Regions from separate parts of the Sus scrofa genome. Here all the other regions are linked to region 2. A link is a contact called in public HiChIP or PLAC-seq data. All regions are on one chromosome and are shown on one strand. The core of a region is the stretch at or near the end of the contact, and the rest is flanking DNA. Distances in the headings are between cores, read along the strand shown.

The links. HiChIP or PLAC-seq counts read pairs in DNA pulled down with a chosen protein or histone mark.
Region 1: a contact with region 2 is called in an H3K27ac HiChIP or PLAC-seq map of alveolar macrophages. The contact joins two enhancer-like sites. A contact is called at or near these places in 1 of 47 Hi-C or Micro-C datasets (embryonic fibroblasts) and 1 of 2 datasets of contacts at active chromatin or transcription factors (alveolar macrophages).
Region 3: a contact with region 2 is called in an H3K27ac HiChIP or PLAC-seq map of alveolar macrophages. The contact joins two enhancer-like sites. A contact is called at or near these places in 1 of 47 Hi-C or Micro-C datasets (embryonic fibroblasts) and 1 of 2 datasets of contacts at active chromatin or transcription factors (alveolar macrophages).

The regions. Positions count from the first base shown.
Region 1 is chr11:15,380,628-15,385,196 of Sscrofa11.1, reverse strand. The region is part of intron 1 of FOXO1 (forkhead box protein O1); the gene reads left to right. Among named protein-coding and RNA genes, the nearest start is that of FOXO1, 27 kb to the left of the region's middle. Within about 2 kb of position 2,311, at least 8 of the 83 cell types and tissues checked have an H3K27ac peak or open chromatin away from gene starts, as enhancers often do. A contact at or near this core is called in alveolar macrophages, where this site is marked.
Region 2 is chr11:14,678,501-14,682,730 of Sscrofa11.1, reverse strand. The region is part of intron 17 of COG6 (conserved oligomeric Golgi complex subunit 6); the gene reads right to left. Among named protein-coding and RNA genes, the nearest start is that of COG6, 100 kb to the right of the region's middle. Within about 2 kb of position 1,895, at least 12 of the 83 cell types and tissues checked have an H3K27ac peak or open chromatin away from gene starts, as enhancers often do. A contact at or near this core is called in alveolar macrophages, where this site is marked.
Region 3 is chr11:15,323,754-15,328,352 of Sscrofa11.1, reverse strand. All of the region lies in intron 1 of FOXO1 (forkhead box protein O1), which reads left to right. Among named protein-coding and RNA genes, the nearest start is that of FOXO1, 84 kb to the left of the region's middle. Within about 2 kb of position 2,797, at least 31 of the 83 cell types and tissues checked have an H3K27ac peak or open chromatin away from gene starts, as enhancers often do. A contact at or near this core is called in alveolar macrophages, where this site is marked.

The DNA.
Region 1 (4,569 bases), core at 1,062-3,561, 700 kb before region 2:
GCGTCAGCATGTACTTCATGCCTTTTTATTGTCAAATAGTATTCCATTGCATGGATATACTTTTCATTTCTCTTGGCTTGGATATATACCTAGGAGTGAAATAGCTGAGTCACTTGGTAACTCAATAGTTTAGTCTTTTGAGGAACTGCCAAACTTTTCTAAAGTGGCTACATCATTTTATAGTTCTATCAGGAGGGTGTGAAGATCTAATTTCTCTAAGTCCTTGTCAGCACTTGTTACTCTCTGTTTTATTTTAGCCATCCTAGTGGATATGAAGTGATATTCATTGTGGACTTATTTTCCATTTTTATGATGGCTAATGATGTTGAGCATTTGCATATCTTTTTGGGGAAATAACTATTGAGATCCTGTACCCATTTTTAAGTTATGTTATTTATGTTTGAGCTCTTTGTATAGTCTAGATACAAATCCCTTATATATATGATTTGCGAATAATTTCTCCCATTTTGTGGGATGCCTCTTCACTTTCTTGGTGGTGGTGTGGTATTTTTTCTTCTCCTTTTAAAAATTGTGAAATAACGTGAAAATTTACCATCCTCATCATTTTTAAGTGTGTAGTGCAGGGGCTTTATGTACTGTCACATTGTTGCACGACCATCACTATCAGCCAGCTCAAGAATTCTTTTCATGCTGCAAAATGAAAACTCTTGATGATTAAACAATAACTCCTTACACCCTCCCACCCTCGGTCCCTGGCAACCATCATTCTACTCTCTATCTCTGAACTTCACTACTCTAGGTAGCTCATGAGAAGATGCATACAATACTTGTCCTTTTGTGATTGGCTTTTTCCCACTTAACATAATGTTTCAAACAGATATTGTTGCCCATAACAGAATTTCCTTCCTTTTAAAAGCTGACTCATATTCCCTTCCATGTCTGTACCGTAAGTGGACCCTTGAATTGTTCTCGTTTTAGCTATTGTGAATAATACTGCTGTGAACTTGAATGTAGAAACTGGTGGTGTTCTTGAAAGTAAACAGACTTTTAATTTTGAAGACAATTTACCTCTGTTTTTCTGTTGCTTGTGTTTTTGTTGTTGTGTCTAAAAATCCATTGCCTAATCCTAGGTCACCAAGATTTACACTTACTTTCTGAGCGTTTAATAGTGTTAGTTCTTAAACTTAACTCTTGATCTCTTTTGAGTTAATTTTGGTATATAGGGTGAGGTCACATTCATATTTTATGGCAAGGTGGCTCTAAACTTATCCCCCAGTTGTTGGGTCTACTTTGGTTATGCTGTGAGGCTGGAGCATAAAAAGTTTTGGCAAGGAGCCCTTCACCACAGTGAAGGGCTATCACTCCCACCTCCAATAGGGCCCCAAGCCCAGCCACTCTCAGCCCTGTAGGACATGGGACTGAGAACTCCAGAGGAAAGATTTGGCAATAATTATTTTTACATCCTCTTCACATTTCTTTACTCATCATAAGGCTCCATTCTTTCTCACTTGTCCACCCCCACAACATAATTTGTGTTAGGCGGAAAATCCCCCCACAGTCAGGAAGCCTCTGGGACTCAGCAGTCACACCTGTGTGGAGGCAGAGCCCCTTCTGTTCTTCTGTCCTCCTTCTGAAGCAGCTCCAGCAAGGGGTGGGGGAGGCCTGGAGGGCGTCTTGCTGGTGTACCTCCAGGCAACTCCCCTTCACATGTAAAAGATTGGAAAGAAAATGACAGGGTGCCGTTGCCAGAGCATGTAGTCTTCACAGTACTTCATGGGATAAATAGATTGTGTTAGGCCCTTTTACTTGTTTACCAGACCAACCATTAAATGACAAGTCTTTCCTGGTTTTTCTGCTGTTGACCAGTGTTTCTTTTTTCCTTGACGAATAATTTTGCTCTTCAGTAGGAGCAAAGACAAAACTGGCTCAGGCTGTTTTGAAGGATTCCCCTGGCTTGCATGTGTTTAAACGACATGCAGATTTTCTATATAATCAGCATCAGTTCCCCATGCTGTTGAAATTAACAGTACTTGAATTCCTAGAACAAAGGGCCTAGCATTTTGGTGGGGTTCCAGATTTAGCTAATTACATTTTTAAACCTCCTTCCCTTATTTTTTGGAGGTAGAATGGTAGAAGATAGTATCAGTGTTTTTAAAGTGGTGTCTTAGTAAGTTAAAAATGGGATGTGACTAAAAGTTCTTATCACACCCTCTGTTGATGAGCTTGTGTGCTGAGCCTGAGAAAAGCCTGAACCCAGCTACTTGTTCTTTCTGGAGGCTTCCTGACCACCGGTTCCCATCTGCATTCTAGGTCCTCTGGTTTCAGAATGATGCATACTCACTCCCCAAGCACTCATTTAATCACCCTGGGCCTATCATCTGTAGTTTCCTCTTACAGAACTCAGTGCCCCACAAGGGCTTGGGGAGCCGGATGACCACAGCAAAACTGGATCTGTGGTCTCCTCCCGGGTTTTTGCCAAGCCCCACAACCAGTGTGTGAAAAGAGGGCCGCTGGTGTGTGGGCCCCACGTCCAGCCACTTCATACGTCCACCATTTATTGGTTGGGCTCTTTCAGTGATTACAGTCTAATTACTGACGTCCAGTACATTACTGAATTCAGATATTGAACGCTTGGCATGTGCAAGGTGGACCCAGAAAGATGAGGAAGTTGGCATAGGTGTACCTTATTCACAAGGGACACTCGAGATGAACCTGGTGGAGCATAGGGGGCCTCACAGAGCATCTCAGTAGTACTGCATCATTTTGGGGGAGAGGAGAGTCTGTTTCAGAGAATGTGATTCAGAGAAAATTTTGAGAAGAATGTCAAACCTGCAGGACTTAAATGGTTGGAGGCAATGACACCCAAACACTGTTTTGTGTTATTTCAGTTTACAAAGTGCTCTCATACCTTGCCACCTCACTCAACTTGAACCTCAGCCACCTTGCCAGTTCCCGTCTGGGTCGAGTCTGTGGGTGGCTGTAATCCTCATTTCAAGGTGAGGAGCTGGGCTGCCACCTGAGCATGTGACTGGATACAGCTGGGATTGAGTCCTGTGAGTCCAGATTCTGTCGTCCCTTCTCCGGGAGGTAGTAGCAGAATGAGCAAAAAAAGAGGAAGAACGACAAGCTCAGATAGTTCAGTGAGTTCATCTGGACGGTGGGAGGGGGAGGGTAAAGGGTGCAGAAGAGGCCCACAGGGGTACAAGGTGTGTTGATTTTTTTTTTTTTGTCTTTTTTCCATTTCTTGGGCTGCTCCCGCGGCATATGGAGGTTCCAGGCTGGGGGTCTAATCGGAGCCGTAGCCACCAGCTTACGCCAGAGCCACAGCAACGCGGGATCCGAGCCGTGTCTGCGACCTACACCACAGCTCACGGCAACGCCGGGTCCTCAACCCACTGAGCAAGGGCAGGGATCGAACCCGCAACCTCATGGTTCCTAGTTGGATTCGTTAACCACTGCGCCACCACGGGAACTCCCTACAAGGTGTGTTGAGACGGTTGTGTGAGAGCCCACGAAGACTGAAACCCTCAAAGGGCTGTGAATGTATGTTTTTAAGAAACTGCTGTATTGTTGTGTAACTGACATACACAGACTGTTCTCATTTGTGTGCTGTGCAATGGACTTTGACACATGCGTGCACTTGGGAAGCATTTCCACAGTCAAGATAATGAGCATCCCTATCCCTGACGTTTCCTCATGTCCTTCAGGAGGCTTTAAAAAATAGGAAAAAAAATTTATTTTGAAATAATTTCAAAAGATAAGCTTAGGGAGTTCCCGCTGTGGCTCAGCAGTAATGAACCTGACTAGTATCCATGAGGACACAAGTTCAATCCCTGGCCTTGCTCAGTAGGTTCAGGCTCTGGTGTTGCTGTGAGCTGCAGTGTAGGTCACAGACGCCGCTCGAATCTGGCGTTGCTGTGGCTGTGGCATAGGCTGGCAGCTGCAGTTCCGATTAGACCCCTAGCCTGGGAATGTTTTAGGGCAGGTGCGGCCCTAAAAAGATGAAAAAAAAGGATAAGTTTAAAGAATAATCTAAAGAACTTCCACACACCCTTTACCCAATTCACCAATTGTTAACATTTGTTATGTTTGCTTGTGTTATGTTATATGCCTGAGTGTGTGTAGATTTATATAGATGTACACTTATTCCCACACATTTTCCCCCAGTTCATTCAAGAGTTGTTTATATAGGTGGTGTTGAAACATTCCTTAATGTTCCAGTGTATATATATTTTCAAAGAACAAGTGTAATCTCTTATGTATCCATTGTACAGCTATCATATTTAGGAAATTTATTACTAATACAGCCTTTTTATGTTGTTTTTTATTCTATGTTCCACTTTTTGTCAGCTTCCCAATAATGTCCTTAACGGTACCTTTCTTTTTCTCATGGTACAGGATCCATTGCAGGGTCGCATATGCATTTAATTGTTATCTTCTTATGTCTCCTTTGATTTGAACAATTTCTCAGTTTTCATCTTTCATGCAGTTGACAATTTGGAAGAATACAGCTATTTTATAGAATGTTAGGGTTTAAGCAGGTGGTGGGTGAATGTGATCCTCTGGGCTTGGAGAAGATGCACAGATATGAGATGATGGGGGAGGCGG
Region 2 (4,230 bases), core at 646-3,145:
GACAAAGGCTGATGACAAAACCATCTGGCCATGTTTCTACAAGCCAGGGCGCCAGGCAGTTTTCCGAGACCTCATTACCTCCCACACCTGGAATGCTTCCAGAAGCACAAGGTCCTGCACAGGGCACGAGATGATGATGATGGTCCCTGGGGTGGCCTGACCTTAAGCAAGTGTCAACATTCAAAGACAATGTTGCTGATGGTGCAATTTCCTGCTCTGAATGTTCCACATTCCTGAGCCCTCCCAGTGAGGGTTAAGAGAAAGATGCATACAGAACCACGGACTGAGCACCAGGCGCTGGGGGACCTGTGAGGATGGAGAGGGCAACTAGGCACTCTGCTTACAGCTGCTTATTGTAGAGTGGTGACAGCTGTCACACAGGGAAAGCTTTAAGCATGGCACTTTGAGAAATTCCCACTCCATAATATCTTTTTTCAACACCTCTGTCCTGAGTGCCTGAAATTCCACAAAGAAGCACTGCTGTATACCAACTCCACTCATTAAATAAAATTATAAATATATGTATATAGATGGATAGATAATACTAAATAAAAGAGTGAATTATTTTAAAAGGGCAGAAGTATAGAAGTCAGTGTCAGATATCTGTTCTAAACCTAAGTCTCTTAATAATTCTGCGCCACCAGGCAAGTTTACTTAATCTACAGCTTGTTTCCTCACCTGTAAATTGAGGCTACTGATTCTCATTTCATGGGGTTTTTGTGAGAATTAAACACACACACATACTCCATCTGATACTGAATCCAGTTAAATGCTAAAGCATCCAGTTAAATGTTTCACTAACATCAGTTTCCTCCTACTCTTTCCTACCTAATTAACCCCATCTTCTTGGCAGGCAATGCAAAAGCACTTTGCTATAACCAAACCTGACCCCCCGGAGCTGGCCCTTTGTGTAGTGACCACCATGTCCTTTTGTTCATTCCACTCCCCTGACCTTTGACCCAGTCTACTCACTACAGTTCACAGCGTGGTGAGCCAATCTCACAGTGAAAAGAGACATTTCCTACCTTTGGGAAAAAAAAAAAAAGAATGGGCAGAGAACCAGCAGACTTGTGGTGCCTTCCATTTCCCATCAGTAAATTTCCCAAAATACTTTCCAGTAAGCAGTCTCTAGGGGCTCATAATGTGATTAATAATATTAAGTGTCTTAGTCACTTTTAGCTTTTCAGATGAAATAGTGTCTTTAGAAGGTCCCGTCGGTGAATTATGAATGCGAGGCTGTGAGATCTGTCTTCCTTTTCACAGGTAGGCTAGACGCTCAAAGGGGTGACAGGCATCAGCTGGTTATTCAACGAGAAAACGTTCTGCTTGAATCCAGCAAAGAACGAGCCATGCTGCTGTGGGTAAAATCGAGCAACATCTCCAGAATCTGCAGACCTCAATCAGAAGGGCCAAAGCAAGCGGCCACCACAGAGTGGCTCTTCCTGGGGATGCTTTAAAGCACGAGTCTCAGCTTCATGTTTGAAATTCCGCTGCTGTAAAGCTGAATTTCACGAGTGCAAGCTGGAAAGCTGAATTTCACGAGTGCAAGCTGGAGTATGATTTTCTCTCTGCAAAACCTGTTTCAACACCACTCACCCCATGTGGGGTGGTCACTTACTAGCGAAGTGACTCCTAAATTGTCTGGTCCTAACAACTGCGCCTCTGGCCTCTACTCCACCCACTGCGGCCAGGGCCACACGCCCCTTTTCAGGCTTCCACTATCCTTCACTCCGAGTCGAATGAATCAGAACAGGCAGAGCCAGGGTTCCGGCTGCCCCCTTTATCTGCCTCCACATTTCTTCCTCTGCCTATTCCTGCCACTGCAGAGGTCTGCACCCGCTTCCTGGAATCTTGGAGGGGACAACTTCTCCCTTTAGCACAGCTTCTGAGCCCAGTTGTTTGGGGGAACTGACTTCCTCCTCTCTTCTCACTTCCTTTGCTCAGCTGCTTGCCCTCCCCCCACCGTGAGGGGTCTCTCCTCCAGGCTCTGGGCTTTCGATGCTCCTCTGCTTCCTGCTGTCACAGGGTTTCCTGGAGCCTGGGGTGTACGCAGAAAGGAGGCCCTGCTGGGCTCCCTCCTGACCGCACCTCATAGGGATCACCCCCTCTGTACAGTGCATCGTATTTACATCCCAGGGTATGGAGGTGGCCCCGGGTTTGATGTACCATTTCCCTCATTCCCCAAAGCTGAGCAAAGCGGTAAATCCTTCATCCTCTGAGTACTCTAGCCTCTACCCATTTCCTGCTTTGACTTGAGGTGGTCTTTCTACTTCAATCCCTAAGTGGATAGATTAGTTCAAATTAAGGATGAGCTAATAGCTAGAAAAATGTTGCATGAGGCAGATTCTGCCAGTTGAAATCTCTTCTCAGTACCCTAAATATTTATTACAAAAATCATTTGAAAAGGATTGGTAGCTCTACTTGAATTAGGGTAAGTTCTTTAATCCTTTTTGATTCTGACAGAGATATTTAAGTAGACACTCATCAATTTAAAATGTGTATGATATATATGAAAAAAAAAACTCCTTAGTAGTCACTAGAAAATGATCATAGAGATAAGTCCACTTTAAATCTGGAAAAGTAACACTGACTAGTGAAGACCCATAATAAAATACTATATTCTCACATGCTCCTAACACCAGGAAATCCAGTCCCATTACTTCCTGACACCCTGCCTCCTGTCCGTCTCCCTACCAGATACCATGATACAGCCCCAAAGTCCCAGATGTTACTTCTAGAATCTGAAAGCAGTTCCTAGCTTTCCAGACTTCCCACAGGAGCAGGGACTCAGATGCATCCCTCAAGGTCACCTTCAGTGCTACTGGAACACAACCACGATTCCACCAAGCAGTCCAAAGACATCCTCGGTTGGCCGTGCAGCGGCCATGAAGCTGAAGCATATTGCAGTTGGCCAGGACCAAAGCTGAGGGCCTGAAACTGGGCCTTCACTCCAGTTCCTACCCAACCCATGGCAGTTCCTCTATCTTGGCTCCAAAGCAACACTCCTCCTTCAACAGCCAGCTCAGGGTAGGAACCAGCTCCAAAGTTTCTCTCTTTTTACCCTCCTGGGGAGTTTATTTGGGAGGACAGTGCTGCATCTGAGCCAGTCTTTGCAGGTGAGGTCAGGTGCGCTGTACTCTGACCTAAGCAGACTGGTGCTTACAGGTATCTGCTAAGAGTTCCATGAATATAAGTAAGCTCCCAGTCCACCATGAAGGTAATGTCAACTTGTCCAGGCACAGCCTTCTCATTACCCCTTCTTTTTTTTTTTCTGTCTTTTTGCTATTTCTTGGGCCGCTCCCGCGGCATATGGAGTTTCCCAGGCTAGGGGTCTAATCGGAGCTGTAGCTGCCAGCCTACGCCAGAGCCACAGCAACGCAGGATCCGAGCCATGTCTGCAACCTACACCACAGCTCACGGCAACGCCGGATCGTTAACCCACTGAGCAAGGGCAGGGACCGAACCCGCAACCTCATGGTTCCTAGTCGGATTCGTTAACCACTGCGCCACGACGGGAACTCCTCATTACCCCTTCTTGACGCTAGACATTCCAGCTGGAATGGACCAGATTGTGCCAGCCCTAAATTGAGCCACACGGCAACCACCTTGCATCTCTGTCTACTACACTTTCAGTCCCCAGGTTCCATGCTGTTTGGGTACACTGCCAGCTCAGTTTCCCTTTTCTCTAGGCTTGGATGAAAAATTATCTCACCTGGCTTGGGGTTACTTTTATTTCTGAAGATCTTCAACAACACAGGAATGAAAAATTCCTCTCCCTACCAGATACCATCAGAAGGTAAACTTGCATATGAAAACTGTATTACTATTGTGTATGGCTATTCCTAGCTTGAAGGGGATCCAGGTCAACAGATAAACTGTGACCGATGTCCTGGGATTAAACTGAAACAGATCTGGGTCATTTGCTAGGGTAGAATTAAAATCTAAACGAGGGACCGCATTTCATGATACAGAATGTCTGCTCATTTAGGGTTAGCTTGAATTGGTCTGTAGCCTAAGAACGCCTCTGGGAAGTACTGTCCTATTCAACCTCTCAAGCACATGAGTAGCACTGCCAACTGTAGCATCATTTTAAAATAGAAAAGGCACAATCCTTGACTCTAAGAATTTAACATGAAACACAAAAGAGAGTAAAAAAATTTTAAATAAAAATCACCTATAACATTAGGAATGAAAAAAAGAAAACTAAAGGAAGAGCCCAAACAAATATCA
Region 3 (4,599 bases), core at 1,548-4,047, 640 kb before region 2:
TAGTATTTGTAAACAGAATTATTTCTGCTCTCTCAAGATACGCACATGTAACCTCAGTCTTAAGTACGTTCCTTGTTTCTTCCTAACAATGGTGAAGCCAAAAAGTGGTTGGTTTTTCCAGCTGGCAGCGGTGTCGTATACAGAGTCATTTTGCCTGAGATTCATTTTCTGAGTCTCATTTTTCCTATTCTAAAACAAGGCCAGTAATACCTGCCTTTATACAGCTTGCTCCTCCAAGGATGGAGTGAGACGATGTATTGAAAGCAGTTTGTGAACTAGTGAAGGCCAGGGGATCCTGAGCAGGATGTATTCAGCCTAAGTTGCTGGTTTTGTTTTATTTTTGATAAAACACAAAGGCCAGAGTTGTCTTAGGACCCCAGCAGAAAGAAAGTGGGGTGTGGCAGTGTTGGCAAGAGTCAAGGCTGAGAAATGGTGGTCTCCACGCACTCGGGGGTGGGGGCGGGGGTGGGGGGGTGAGGGAGAGGGGTAGGCTGGCTGGAGCCACATGGCAGCTCAGGTCTGAAGGAAGGATTCAGGAGGGCAAAGGGGGAGGAGAGGAGCAAACTGAGAGCAGGACCCCAGGCCATTTCTTCAACCCAGGCCTTGGGGGACCTAAGAGTTTGTTAGGTTTGACAGTAGGGCTAGTTCTGCTTCCTTGGTTATCTTTGTTGGGGCTTCTAGTAGAATAGAAGTTCACTGAAATCAACCAGCAGTCTTAAATGTTGCTGTAAAAAATAACATACCCTTCTTGATATTACATTCATTTATTTTATACTATACACTTATTCATGTATCCTAAATCAATATATTGTGTACTTTATATAATGCATTTGCTCACTTTAAAAAATGAGATTAAAATGGAAAGTGAGTGAAAGGTACAATGCTCTCTTCTTGCCCTTTGATGGTTGGCTGATTATTGCCTTAGACAGCCAGGCCTGGCGCATCCTGGGGAGGGGCGGCTCCTGGCCTGCATCTTCAGGGTCTCTGGGGCCAGCCTCTTCCAGCAGGAGGGTAGGGACCAGCAGAGCTTAGTCATAACTGCCCCCCAGGGAGACGCCAGGCTGTGGCCTGCTGAAGTGGCCCTGCTCTAACACCTGTCACTGCTTCCCCATCACCAGCTGGCTGAGTCCAGAGCACAGAGAGCCCACAGCTGTGTGTGGTACCCACATGCCAGCAGCCTTGAGAAGGCGTCTGAAGACACAGTGGGCAAGCGTGTTAACCGACCAGTGTTAGTATCAGAATTTCTTCATTAACATCTGCCTGCCACACCTGAGACTCTACCCAGTGAAGGAGAAAGTAGCTTAACTCTTAACCCCAAACTAGGCTGCTTTTCCAGTAACTGACATGTAAAAAAGCCCCATGTTGGTAGGAACAGTACAAGGTATGATTATGAAGAAACGAGACTCACGTTTGTCATATGGGTACGTCTTTAAAACGCAGGCATGTTATTTTATGGATGCTGATGTCCTAATCAGTACTGCAGCCCCAGCTGACAGTGCTTGAGGTAACGCCACCCGCAATCTCATTTAATCTGCGCAAGCGTCCTGTAAATGTAGGCCCAGTTAATCCATTCAACAGGTCCTTGAGTGTCTACTTGGTGATGGAGCTGGGAGGATGCTGTGCACAAGAAAACAGCTGAGGCCCCCGCCCCCTGCACTCATGCAGCTCACAGTGTAGCGGGGAGTTAGACATGGCAGAACCATAGGTGTGGTGAGTCAGCCAGGACTTAGGTTAGCTGCAGGATAGGGTGGGGTTCTCAGAAAGTGCTTCCAGAAGGAAAGGACACTTTGGCTGAGATAGAAATTGTGGGGAGGTGGGGAGTTCCCGTTCAGGCACAGTGGAAACGAATCTGGCTAGTATCCATATGGTTGCGGGTTTGATTCCTGGCCTTGCTCAGTGGGTTAAGGATCCAGTGTCGCTGTGAGCTATGGTGTAGGTCACAGATGCAGCTTGGATCTGGTGTTGCTGTGGTATAAGCTGGCAGCTGCAGCTCCGATTCCATATGCTGCTGGTGTGGTCCTTTAAAAAAGCAAAAAAAAAAAAAAATTGTGGGGAGGCGGCAGCCTTTGGCAGGAAAAAGTTGAGGTCCTGGACAGCCCTGTGTGCATCATCTTCTGTCCTGAGTGGATAGATAGGTGGACTTGTTCCTTCCCCAGGTAGATCATAAAACACCTGGAGGGCAGACTCCGTGACTAATTCATTCTGATGTCCTTCACTATACCCAGCATAAATCAGTCCCAATAAAAGTTACTTGGTGTGAGTTGGTACACGAGTGGGTGGAGAAAAGATGTGGAAGGCATTATACCTTGCCTGTGATGTTTCAGGGATGTCAGTCAAAAAATGTTCATTGATTGAATGTGTAGAGCATCTGTTAGGGGCTTTGAGATTTGGAAATAAAAACACACTCTAGCCCCTTTCTCTTTAAGAGGCTTGGAATCCAGTCCATAGAGTGAACAAAGTGGAACACCTGAGCAGCAGAGCAGGTTGAGCAAGCCAGGGCACAGTGTGTCCAGGGCACCCCTTCCCCCTGGGAGCCACGGACTTCCAAGGGGTCAGGCCCCGCTTGGGGTGGCCAGGGACGCCAGTGGCAGGTGGCAGCGGGGCGAGTGCGGAGGAAAGCAGCTGCACACCAGCAGCCAGCCCCGGCTGCAGAGGAGGACAGCTCGTGCAGGGGAGTTGCCGATTTGTCCTTTTCTCTAACGGTCTCATGTAGAAACTCGGGGTTTGGGTAAGTGATTCACAGTGCACGAGTCTTCTGTCCTCACACCCAGCCTCTCTCCTCACGTGGTATTTGTTCACGGTTGAAGAACTGAACAGCTCAGAGCACTGCTGGTTGCGTGTGACTTTCTGCACAGATCACAGTGAACCGTTCTTTCCCTGCCTCGGCTGCGTCCGCCTCGGCTGGCAGAGATTTGCAGACGTACCATCGTTAATAGCGACACATACGTTTACAAGCTTTACCTATTCAGCACCCCCCTACTCCGACTTCCCTCCCCCCAATTGGAAATCATAGCTTCTTTAATGTCCTACTGGCTGTGTGAAAAACAGGAATTTATGTAACAAGCCCTGCATAGCAAACCTTTTCCTGTTCGGAAAAAAAAAATTTTTTTTAATTGTTGGCAAAGTTAAGAGACAGCTCTGTTGCTCAAAGAGCGACCTGAAATGTCCTCTTAGGAAAGTATGTAGCATAATGTTTTGATAAGTAAGGGATTGCTGTGAGGCCTTTTTTTTGTTTTTGTTTTTTTGTCTTTTTGGTACGTCTAAGTGCTAATAAGTTAGTGTATGTCCCACCTGAGTTAGTGAATATACTTCCTGATCTTTGAAACGATTTCATGGGTGCAGATTCTGCGGTCTTGTTAGAGATGGCCCCTGGTTGCAGTTGCAGATGATCTGATGTAATTAAGTGTCTGTAGGGCAGCGCCAGCCCCTCCCCCAGGCAGTGCAGACAGACGGTCAGGAAGCCACTATCTAGGAAGATCTTCCCCTTTTATCATTAACTAAATGTGACAGGGACCGGAGTCAAACTTCCTTTCCTCCAGAGATCTCATCGAGGCTTATCTGTGAGTCTATTGTGTTCAAAGAACAAGATAGTCGGGATGGAATATTGTGCAAATGCCCAGACTTTCGGCTACAGAGCTTGTCACAGGCTCATTCCAGGTCTCTCCTGGGGCAGGCCTGCGGCTTTAAGGAGGACTGCAGAACTTGGTTTGCTAGTGTTGGCCGGCCCAGCAGAGGAGGCTGTGGTGTGTGCATGTGTGTAAGAACAACCTTCCCATAGGGTCTGGGGAATGTTCCTGGGGTCGAAATAGGACATGAGAGGAATGTAGTGTTCAGCCTTTTTTAGGGATTCTCGTATGTACCTGAAGACCTCAAAGCTGGTCTAGAGTTCGGGATGAGATCTGTAAGTGGGAAGGGAAGAGGAGAATCAGAATCTTGGCAACAGAAGCGAACCCTCACTGCCATCCACTTCCGCACCGGCCTAGCATCCCTCCCGAAGCCCCCATTCAGGGTCAAGGCTGACCCACACTCATCCGGGCCCTGGCAGAAGGGCTTGTCACATAGCTGCTGTGTTGCAATCCTTGGTGGAATGTAGTACAGAGGGTCAGAGGGCGTGGATTTCTCAGCCTTGACTGTCCGGCCTCACTCTGACTTTTGCGTTGCCTTTGAGAAAGTAAGATTCCCCCCCGCCATTTTTTGTTTTCTGTCTTCTTTTAATAAGAATTGTGAGCTCATGGTTTGTGTTGGCCCAACCTGTCCTGCTGTGCAGAGGCTTTGTTCCGGTGCAGTGATAGGCACACAGCATCTGCATCCCACAGTGATGGATGAGGATGTGGGCGTTGTGGCTGCATCCCTGGCTGACCACACATCCAGCCAGAGCCTTTTCGTGGTCTGGGAGAGGGGTTCCACAGGGGTCCAGGGGCTCGGTCAGCTGAGCACTGCATCCACTTGGCAGAGGAAGCTGGGGAAGTCTGGGGGTTACACGCAGAGCCCTGCTCTGGGTGTCTAGGGCGTCCAGAACCCACTCCTGGACTTGGGATCAGGGCCCTGATGACAGAGACTGCAGAGTGAGCAGATAGTGAGAGTCTGTGCTGCAGGCAG